2 separate regions of the Mus musculus genome follow, and region 1 is linked to region 2. Evidence: chromatin contacts called from public HiChIP or PLAC-seq data. All regions are on one chromosome and are shown on one strand. The core of a region is the stretch at or near the end of the contact, and the rest is flanking DNA. Distances in the headings are between cores, read along the strand shown. Region 1 has its middle 12 kb from the start of Sapcd2. Region 2 holds the start of Man1b1 (mannosidase, alpha, class 1B, member 1).

Region 1 (4,667 bases), core at 1,858-4,357, 52 kb after region 2:
TTCCTTAGCCTTACTCAAATCTTCTTTCTTCCTCAGCTGTCTTCCCTAACCTTACTCTCTGACCCTAGATCTTCATCCTGTCTCCTGGACCCTCCTCCTCCTCTGTCTCTGGACCTTACCTCAGTTCCCAGAAGTCCCTGAAGGTCATAAGGTCTAGCAGCTCTAACAGCTAAGCATTCCCAAAGAGTCAGTTGACTAGCCACTGGGGAACCTTTAAAGGGCCAGGCACAGAAAATAAATCATGCTACACCCTTGCCAGGCATCTAATATTATGAACATGTTTGAAAACCTGCACACAGGACAAGGAGATGGCTTGGTTGGTAAGGTGCATGTTACAAGGACCTGAGTTCAATCCCCACCACCCACATCAAACGTTGTGAGTGGGTGGTGCAGGCTTGTGATCCCAGTGCTGGGGAGATGGAGACAGGAACGTCCTTGGGGCTTGGTGATAAGCTAGCCTAGCCTAACTAGTAAGTTCTAAGTCAGTAAGAGACACCTAAAGTAAATCTTTTCCACATGTGCAACATACACATAAACATGTACTTATACCACATAGATGCATAAAGTTAAAATTTGCACACAAGAGTAGTTAAAATAGGGACATCTTATTGAACACTGCCTAATAGCAGCAGTGCTAGCTTGTGGGAAAATGCAAGATGAAACTAATGTGATGTCTACAGTGCCAAGCAAGGTGTGGCAAGGAGGAACGACTAGCGACAGGTCCTTCAGGTGTTTAAGTTGCTATAAACAAGATGGTGTGCCAGTTAAGGCTACATCTCCACAGATGTGAGATGGAAGGTAACAGCTGTCTTAGATGACAGTCTGTAAAACAGCAGCTCTCTTTACTCAGGAGTAACAAGGGCTTTGTAAACCTTGGGGAGTAGGCAGGGGGGTTTCAGGGAGAGAGTACATTATTGGCTGGGGCTGAGGTGCTAGGAATACTTCGCTTGTTATGAAGGGGGACTCCAGGTGTTTCAACTTGTAATTTGGCTAAGAGGCTACTGCCTGCCTTAAGCAGGTGGGAGGTCACGATGCTACGTGACCTGGGGCGTGCAGGCGGAGACTATGGAGGAATGACCCTGCTGGCCTCAAAAGGGGACTTTTGGGATTTAGATGCTTCTCTGCCTCACTCTTGTTCCAGGACTGTCCTCCCTGGTCACACTTGCTGCACAAAGGATGTCTGTTGAGATAACTAGGCAAGTAGTCACGTGGTGTATGTTTTCCAAAGGATGATGAAGATGGGAGGAAGAGGAAAATCATTTTACCTAAAAAAAAAAAAAAAAAAAAAAAAACATTCAGAGTGGGCCAGTGTAATTCCACACAAGCAGGAGCAGAGGTTGAATCCCAAGGGCTCCTCAGTGCTGGGACTGTAGGCGTCCACCAGCATGCTGGGCAAACAATAGGTTTTTAGGCAAGAGATATTACCAATCATAACACATGGCAGCTACCTAATAATAAGGAGCGATTCTCAAACAAACAAACAAAAAGACGGGCGTGGTGGCACACGCCTTTAATCTCAGCACTCCGGAGGCAGAGGCAGAGGCAGGCAGATTTCTGAGTTCGAGGCCAGCCTGGTCTACAAAGTGAGTTCCAGGACAGCCAGGGCTATACAGAAAAACCTTGTCTGGAAAACAAAAACAAAACAAGGAGCGATTCTCTAGGACGATAACTTGGAATCTCTCTTGGGGCATTCAGTGGGCATAGCTGTCCCTCCAAGGAGGATGCGCAGACAGACAGACACTTGTGCTCGGGAAGAAGTGAGCCACACAAAAGCCCTGACTGAGACTAGCAAAACCAAAGCACCCTGGTCAGGTGGCACACTGGTCAGGTGGCACGCTGGTGAGGAAGCAGAGCAGCTCTGTCATTCACACGCAGCTGTGCACGTGGCGTCACTTTTCAGAAATCCTCAGTTCCCAGAGCCAGCTGCAACCATGCAGAATAGTTTGGTAATTGCTTTAAAGACTAAAATTCAGCTCCGTGGTTGAGGGTATTTTTTTTTGTGCAAGCCTGCTGACCTGATTCTTGCTTGCTTCTCACACCGAACTGCCTTAGCTTCAACACCAGAACCTGTGTAAGGTGTAAAAGAACCAATTTCACCAAGTTGTCCTCTGACCTCCACAAATGCACTGTGGCACACGTGTACCCTGTTATATATATACACACAATTAATAATAATAGTAATAGTAATAAAGTAATTTAAATGAAAAATAAACTCACTAAACTTCATATTCTATATATGATGGTTTTAATTGCTTGTCAACTTGACTATATTAGGGTATCCAGTTATTTGGTCAAATACTGCTTTAATATTAATACCAAATTAATATTTAAATCAGTGGACTCTAGGTAAAGCACAGTGTCCTCTATCACATGAGTGAGTGACTGTCATCTACTAGGACCATGGTCTTAAAAGATAAGACTCCCAGAGGGGAACAAGCCTTGCTTCTAGATGGCCTCTGAGCTCAAAGTTGCAACATTATGTTGTCCAGCTGTAGACCTGCTTTGAGGAGGTTACATTTGTAGCCTCTCTCTGCCTTTGTGAGCTTCTGACAAATAGTTTCCTCCATAAGGTGGTCTGGCTGTTCTGGAGAGTGTCTCCTTGTTGTTGGGGGTTTTGTTTTGTTGTTTGTTTGGTTTGGTTTGGTTTGGTTGGTTTTTGAGATTGGGTTTCTCTTTGTAGCCCTGGCTGTCTTGTAACTAACTAACTTACTTTGTAGACCAGGATGGCCTTGAACTCAGAGATCTGACTCCAGATTTCTGGGACTAAAGGCATTTGCTATCTTGCCCTGGTTGCCCACAGCCCAATCTTAATGAAGGTATTTTCTCAATAGAAGTTTCCTCTTCTCAGTTGACTATAGTTAGTGTCACGTTGACCTAAATCTATCCATCACAGTATTGGTTACTGTTATATGCATTACTCCATTTATGCAACCATCATGAAATAACATGGTTAGACATAAAGGGATCAGGAGTTAAGAGCAAGAGATGGCCTGGGCTTAGCTAGAAAGGTTGGTGAGAGAGGCCTTTTAGTCACGGGGTGGTTGACTGTCACAGTGAGGCAGGCAATATTTACACAAGGCTGTCCTGTGATAAGAGCTGTGCACGCACTTGTCATGACTGGTGACAAACAAGCTCCTTAGTCTCTTGGTCACTCTTGTCCTCTAGTTGCATGAGATACCGGCACCAGTGAGGCATCAGAGGGCCAAGAGGCATTGTCTCTGGAACCCATGCGTACGGGATCATTTAAAAATGAAAGAGGGGACCTGGAGAGATGGCTCAGCAGTTAAGAGCACTAGCAACTTCCAAAGAACCACATGGTGGCTCACAACTGTCCAGAACAGCAATCTCAAGGGCTCCAAAAGCCCTCTAGCCTCCTTAGGCACCAGGCAAGTAACAATCCATTTCAAAAGGATAACTTCTTGGCTGGAGAGATGGCTCAGTGGTTAAGAGCACTGGCTGCTCTTCCAGAGGTCCTGAGTTCAATTCTCAGCAACCACATGGTGGCTCACAACTGTCTGTAATGGGATCCGATGCCCTCTTCTGGTGTGTCTAAAGACAGCTACAGTGTACTCATATACATAAAAAAAAATAAATCTTTTAAAAAAGAGGATAATTTCTTAAAAATATAAAATCAATGTTCAAGAAGAAATTGAGCACCGATCTAGCCATATAACCACCAAAGAAACTGAAAGGTTAAATTATTATTTAATAATAAACTATTATTTAGTAGTTAAAATATTATGCCAAGAAAATGTCAGGCCTGCACATGTTTTTACTGGTGATCATGCCATAAATCCAAGTACTAGAGATCCCAATACTAAGCACACTTTTCCCAGAAAGTAACTGTAAGAAGTTAGCCTAATGCTGATAAAAACCAAACAGGGTTTTCTTCTTCTGCGAGGAAAGAAAGCACATGTCCCTGTCCCGTAGCCACTCCGACCACATTCAACTTTGATTAGTCATGAAGAACACAAGGCTGTTCTAATATTTTTTTCCAGTGAATTACATTAATGATTGACAAAGAAAATCCACTGCTGCCTCAAAACATGCATGAAAACATAAAGTCAAACTCAGAGCCTGGTACCCACATGATGGTGGGCAGAGAGAGGCAACTCCAGAGAGCTGGCTCTGAGGCACGCACATTAACAAATGAATAAATGTGAAAATAAATGAGCTAGTAGACAATTCAAAGATATGATGTGGAGGAAATTCAAATATATATGTATGTCAAGGTGCAAGAAACCCCCTGAACAGGCTGTGTGTTGAATGGTTCCCTCCACCATTGTGCAAAAGGCAAAACTATGGAAACAGGAAGAAGGTCATGGGTGCTGGGGCCTCACACGGTGCCAGCAGTTGGAACCCAGGGAGTCTTTAAGGAGCTGAGACTGCTCATGTATGAGACAGAGTCAATGGACCCATGTCACTGTACGGGTGTGCAAGCACACACAAGAGATAGCCAAGTGTGGTGGTGGCCCTGAATGATGGTGAGTTGATGCACATTTAGTGGTGACCATGTGCCTCTGATTTTTTTGTTGTTGTTTGGTTTGGTTTGGCTTTTCAAGACAAGGTTTCTCTGTGTTGCCCTGGCTGTCCTGGAACTCTGTAGACCATGCTGGCCTCAAATTCAGAGATCCACCTGCCAATGCCACGTGAGTGCTGAGATTAAA
Region 2 (4,873 bases), core at 428-2,927:
CTTATTTAGAGTGGTGTTTACGCTTTTCAAATATTTATTGATTTCTCACTTTTCTAGTCCAAATATGGCTAAAAATATGTTATGTGACCAAAATCTTTCCAAATTTATTTCGACTTCTTTTAGGTCTTATATATGGCCTATAATGAATTTCTGTGTGCTTAAAGGTATAGCTTCCCATTGTTTGAGTACTGTTAGACAAGACTTCACTCACTCTGGGGCCCAGGCTGGCTTGGAACTATGTAACTTCCTTACCTCTGCAGTGTTAAGAGTCTGTATATGGGCACAGACAGGTGTTGCTTTGCTTTAATTATGAGAAGGGCAAGGTTACTTCATCATTGCTCTCTGTGGCTGACTTGGTTTTCCTCTTTCAACCCCTTCAAGACCTTCAATGTCGCTAGATTCTGAACTTGGACAAGGATTTGTCCCACAGTGGCTTATCATTCTTGCCTGGCTTGAATTGGAAGATTTTCAGCTCCAGATTTTGTTTTGGTCTAACAAACTCTTCCTATTTCTTCCCTCAAAGGTTTATTTTTTTTTTTAACGTAGAGCTCTAACTAGCCCTTTGGTATGCCAACTGCCACCTCATGGTCATAAGCAGTAGCAGAACGTGGGAATGTGTAGACCTGGCTTGAGTTGGCGTGAATAGCCAACAAGAACTCCGCCTTCATTTTGGAAGATATGCAGACCTCAAAGTCATTGCACCATCTGCCATGGTTCCGAAAACCTACATTTGAGAGCACTATTGTAATAGCGATCTGTGAGGACTTAAAAGTAGGGAAGGGGCCGGGTGTGGTGGCGAACGCCTTTAACCCCAGCACTCGGGAGGCAGAGGCAGGCGGATTTCTGAGTTTGAGGCCAGCCTGGTCTACAGAGTGAGTTCCAGGACAGCCAGGGCTATACAGAGAAACCCTGTCTCGAACCTCCCCCAACCCCACAAAAAAAAAAAAAAAAAAATGTAGGGAAGGGGCGCGGGATCAGGTAGGTCTTCTGTAGGAGATTCAAACTAAATGATCGCAACGTAGGGAACTCTCCAAATGCTCAGAAATACCACAAGTAAGTTGGGAAGCAGCAGTTTCACCCACCGGACAGTGGGCAGTTTTGTCGTTTTGCATGTTTTCCTCGAGGGAACCACGCGCACGGAAAAGTGAGGTCGTTTTAAACCCGTTGCCGAGTACGTAGGTAGGGCTAGGAGCGGAATGGTCGCAGAAAGGGTCGCTCCCAGGCCGGAGCGACTAGAAAGGCCAGGCCGCGGCCTCAGGGCGCAGAGCCACCCCAGGACTCAGCCTCAGCAGGGCCGTCCCTTCCTCCGGTCAGGAGTTTTGCGTTTCACCTCCAGGCGCGCCAGGGTGATGCCCGCTCCCCGAGATCGAGCGCAGGACTCCGGCAAGGGTGATAGTCCACAACTCAAGCCAGACGTAACTGCAACAAAGAACACTTCTCCAAACCGTAGTCAGTCCGCCCCCAACAGGGAGTCTGCAGGACGCCTGCAATGGAGCGGATGCGCGCGATTCAGCGACGTAAGGACGCGATGAAATAACGTCAACGGCACAGGGGCGGGTATCGTGACGCCAGTGACCCGCCAGGAAATACCAGCACAAGGGTGTACGCAGGCGCGGTGCTTAGACTAGGGTTCTGAGCTTGCGCAACGACCGATAAGACGCGGCGCGTGCGCACTGGTGTTTAGGGCGATGGGCGGGGTGTGGATGCCTTCGTTATGGCAGCCCGCGGTCTTTCTCAGTCTTGGGCTTCCTGACGCCTCCAGCAAGCGAGGTCTTTTGGGCCGGCTTCGCAGTTATGTACCCACCGCCGGCGCCGCCGCCGGCGCCTCACCGGGACTTCATCTCGGTGACGCTGAGCCTGGGCGAGAGCTACGACAACAGCAAGAGCCGGCGGCGGCGCTCATGCTGGAGGGTGAGGCGGGGTCCGGGCTGGGGAAGCCTTACCGAGGGAAGTACCTAGCTGGAGCGTTCGTGTCTCTTCCAGCGTCCAGAAGTTTCTGTGCTGCGTCTGGTTCTCGCAGCTTGGGTTTCGGTGTGGTTGCTTCCCCTGCCTAATGTCAGGTGCCCTGGGGATCCTGAGCTGAGGGGGCAATGAGCACAGCCCGTATGGTCCGACGATGCCTGAGCCAAGTCATGGGGATTTCAGGAGTTTTTCTCCAGTGCACGTGCAGCTGGACACATGGTGTACAGATCTTGTGCCATGTATGGGATGGTGTGCTCTGTCACCTCTAGCACTGTTCTGTCAATGTAAACTTTGCTGAGAGGGAACTTACCTGCCCTCAAGTAAGGACAAGCCTTACATAAGGGTCTCTCTGAATTGCTCTTTTAACCGAATCTGTGACAAGTGTCATTTTCCCGGCTCTTTCTTAGAAATGGAAGCAGCTTTCGAGGCTACAGCGGAATGTGATTCTCTTCGTCTTGGGCTTTCTGATTCTCTGTGGATTCCTGTACTCTCTTCATACGGCTGACCAGTGGAAAGGTATGAAATACCAGTGGTGCTCGAGCAGAGGAGATGCAGGCTGAGGTCAGATACAGTATTGCAATCCAGATAAAACAGTACCACAAGGCATGTGGTGACAGATTGGCAATAAATACAGCAGAGGGGAAAATGTGGAGCCCAGTATGACCAACTGGTGTACAGGTGACCCTGTAGGTCTTTGGGCCAACAGTGCTGTCCCTCCCCTCCCCATCAGTCTATAGCAGCAGATCAGCACTAATCACATGTCCCTACCACGTGGTACAGTGTGTTTGCCTGGGACCAGTGGATATCCTGAGAGGATCCTAGGATTCCTTCTGGGCTGCTTTAAGGTTGGAAACCCAAACATTGCTTCAGATTGCTCAAGTCAAGCTGCCTGTTTGGGCACTATTAAATTGATATGTTGCGGGGCTGAGGGGGTTGTTGTATGTTGTGTTTAAGGACACACTCTGCCAAATGCTTGAAAAAGAATTCAGCCTGGAAAAGACTGTGGTCTTCACACTTGGGAAATAGAGGTAGGAGGATCAGGAGTTGAGGCTAGCTTGGGCTACATAAAACCCTGCTCAAGCTGGGAGGTGGTGGCGCTTTTAATCCCAGCACTTGGGAGGGAGAAGCAGGTGACTCTGAGTTTGAGGTCAGCCTGGTTTACAAAGCCAGGGCTCCACAGACAAACTCTCTCCAAGATACAATGACACTAACAGCAGATTTGATTCCTCTGGGCCTTCTTGAGTTCAGTGCTTCTTGGAGGTTTCACTACCTGAAACAAATAGCACCTGTTTAGACATCTGTTCTGGAGCCTGTAATGGGCCTTAAGGTGAAAAGGTTTGCTTCCACAGCTCTGAGTGGCAGACCTGCAGAAGTAGAGAAGATGAAGCAAGAAGTCCTGCCTGTCTTACCAGCGCCTCAGAAGGAAAGTGCTGAACAAGAAGGGTTTGCAGACATACTCTCTCAGGTATTTCCAGTAAGGGCTCTGTGGGTTGTCACTGGGGTCTGTTTTGGAGCACTCTAGGTTGGTAAATGCTACCCTCTCTTCCCTGTCACAGCCAGCCTCACACTGGCTCAGGTGAGGCTGACTGTATGAAGTTGGGCAAGAAAGAGGCAGACATTTGCTTCATTCCCTTTGAACGCCACCATGACATGATTAAGCTCCTGTGTCAGGCATGTGTTGGCTGCCCACTGATGAGGAAAGAGACTTTCCTCTTTGGAGGAACCACAGAAGCCGATAGGAAGGGCAGGTGAGAGGCCAGCCGTAAATAGATGAGACAGTTAGTTGGTTGGCATGTGTCAGAGTACAGATCAGTGTTGAGAGGCGGAACCACCCCTGCCTCCATTTAAGAAGCCTCTGTCTCTGTCTGGGTGGGCAGGGCAAGGTTGAAGGAGATAGACCTTTGTAAAGTGACCTGCTGGAGCTAGGCTGGGGTGTCGAAACTGGGATCTGTCCAATTGTGGTTCTTGTGGTGCCTGAGGGACAGTGTGCTCAGGAAGAGCTGAGGAGGGAGAGGAGACTGCCCAGGCAGAGGTACTGCACAGTGGAGCAAGATGCCGCCCAGGGAAGTTACGGTGTGGAAAAGAGTGAGGGTCCCCATACAGAGGCGCCTTTGAGAAATGAGTAAGAGTCAAGGAACACTGAGCAGCTCCATCTGATGCTGTGTTGTACCTAACAGGCAGCGTGGGGCCATTATGGGTGGGTGGTATTAGAATCACCTGATAGAGGAGGCATTTCTGGGGAATCCTGGGTAGAGAGGTAGTGTAGTTTGTCTAGAAGGGGTTGGGACAGGCAGGCCTCATCCTGGAGTACTCAGTCTGAGAAGCTTAGGGTTGTGGAAATGGGGCAGATGGAGTGGAGCCCAGAGGTAGGTCAGAGGCAATAAATTCAGGGGTCTGGCAATAAAAGAGCCAGTTGCTGAGAGCTGACTTGTGATAGGGCCAGACTCGGATTTCTTGAGAGTTGGGGTAGTTGTCCACTGCAGTTGAGTTCTACATCTCTAAAGCCTTTGGCTATTTGGGTTTTGTTTGTTTGTTTGTTTGTTTGTTTTTGTGTTTGTGGTTTTTTTTTTTTTTCACATAGCCAAGGCTACACCTAGCAGATGTTGCAAGTCTTCAACTTCTTCTATGGGTAGTCTTGGGCAGAGGTAGAGTTTTCATATCCCTGAAGACTATAGGGTATCATACAAACAGGAAACCTCTGCAGATTGCCACTCTAGAAAAATGTCTCCTCAGTACTGGTTCCAGGTCAACAATGGATGAAAGTTGGCCTGGGATCCAAACATGGGATGTCAGCCCTGGTGAATTTAGGAGTGCCTTCATTCTAATCAGGGAGTGTTGTACTTTTTCTTCTTCAAAAAGCTTGTTTCTAAGTTGCTAGATGCTCACTAGAAAGTACAAGAAAGTAGACAGG

The links. HiChIP or PLAC-seq counts read pairs in DNA pulled down with a chosen protein or histone mark.
Region 1: an HNF4G HiChIP or PLAC-seq map of pancreatic cancer cells shows a contact between it and region 2. The contact joins the enhancer-like site here to the promoter of Man1b1 in region 2. A contact is called at or near these places in 11 of 39 promoter capture datasets (the C10 cell line, the HPC-7 cell line, the SN4741 cell line and 8 more), 14 of 484 Hi-C or Micro-C datasets (B cells, CD4 T cells, Th1 cells and 10 more), 12 of 115 datasets of contacts at active chromatin or transcription factors (the 230-238 cell line, the HPC-7 cell line, the SCID.adh cell line and 6 more) and 3 of 9 other capture datasets (adipose tissue, liver and pancreatic islet).

Annotation. Positions count from the first base shown.
Region 1 is chr2:25,381,609-25,386,275 of GRCm38.p6, forward strand. No RefSeq gene overlaps it. Among named protein-coding and RNA genes, the nearest start is that of Sapcd2, 12 kb to the left of the region's middle. Within about 2 kb of position 3,108, at least 15 of the 459 cell types and tissues checked have an H3K27ac peak or open chromatin away from gene starts, as enhancers often do. A contact at or near this core is called in pancreatic cancer cells and pancreatic islet, where this site is marked.
Region 2 is chr2:25,331,066-25,335,938 of GRCm38.p6, forward strand. It overlaps Man1b1 (mannosidase, alpha, class 1B, member 1), which reads left to right and starts at 1,678. Exons shown (of 13, transcript NM_001029983.2): 1 at 1,678-1,911; 2 at 2,370-2,478; 3 at 3,312-3,427. The coding sequence starts at 1,795. It overlaps AA543186 (expressed sequence AA543186), which reads right to left and starts at 1,506. Exons shown (of 2, transcript NR_027448.1): 1 at 1,083-1,506.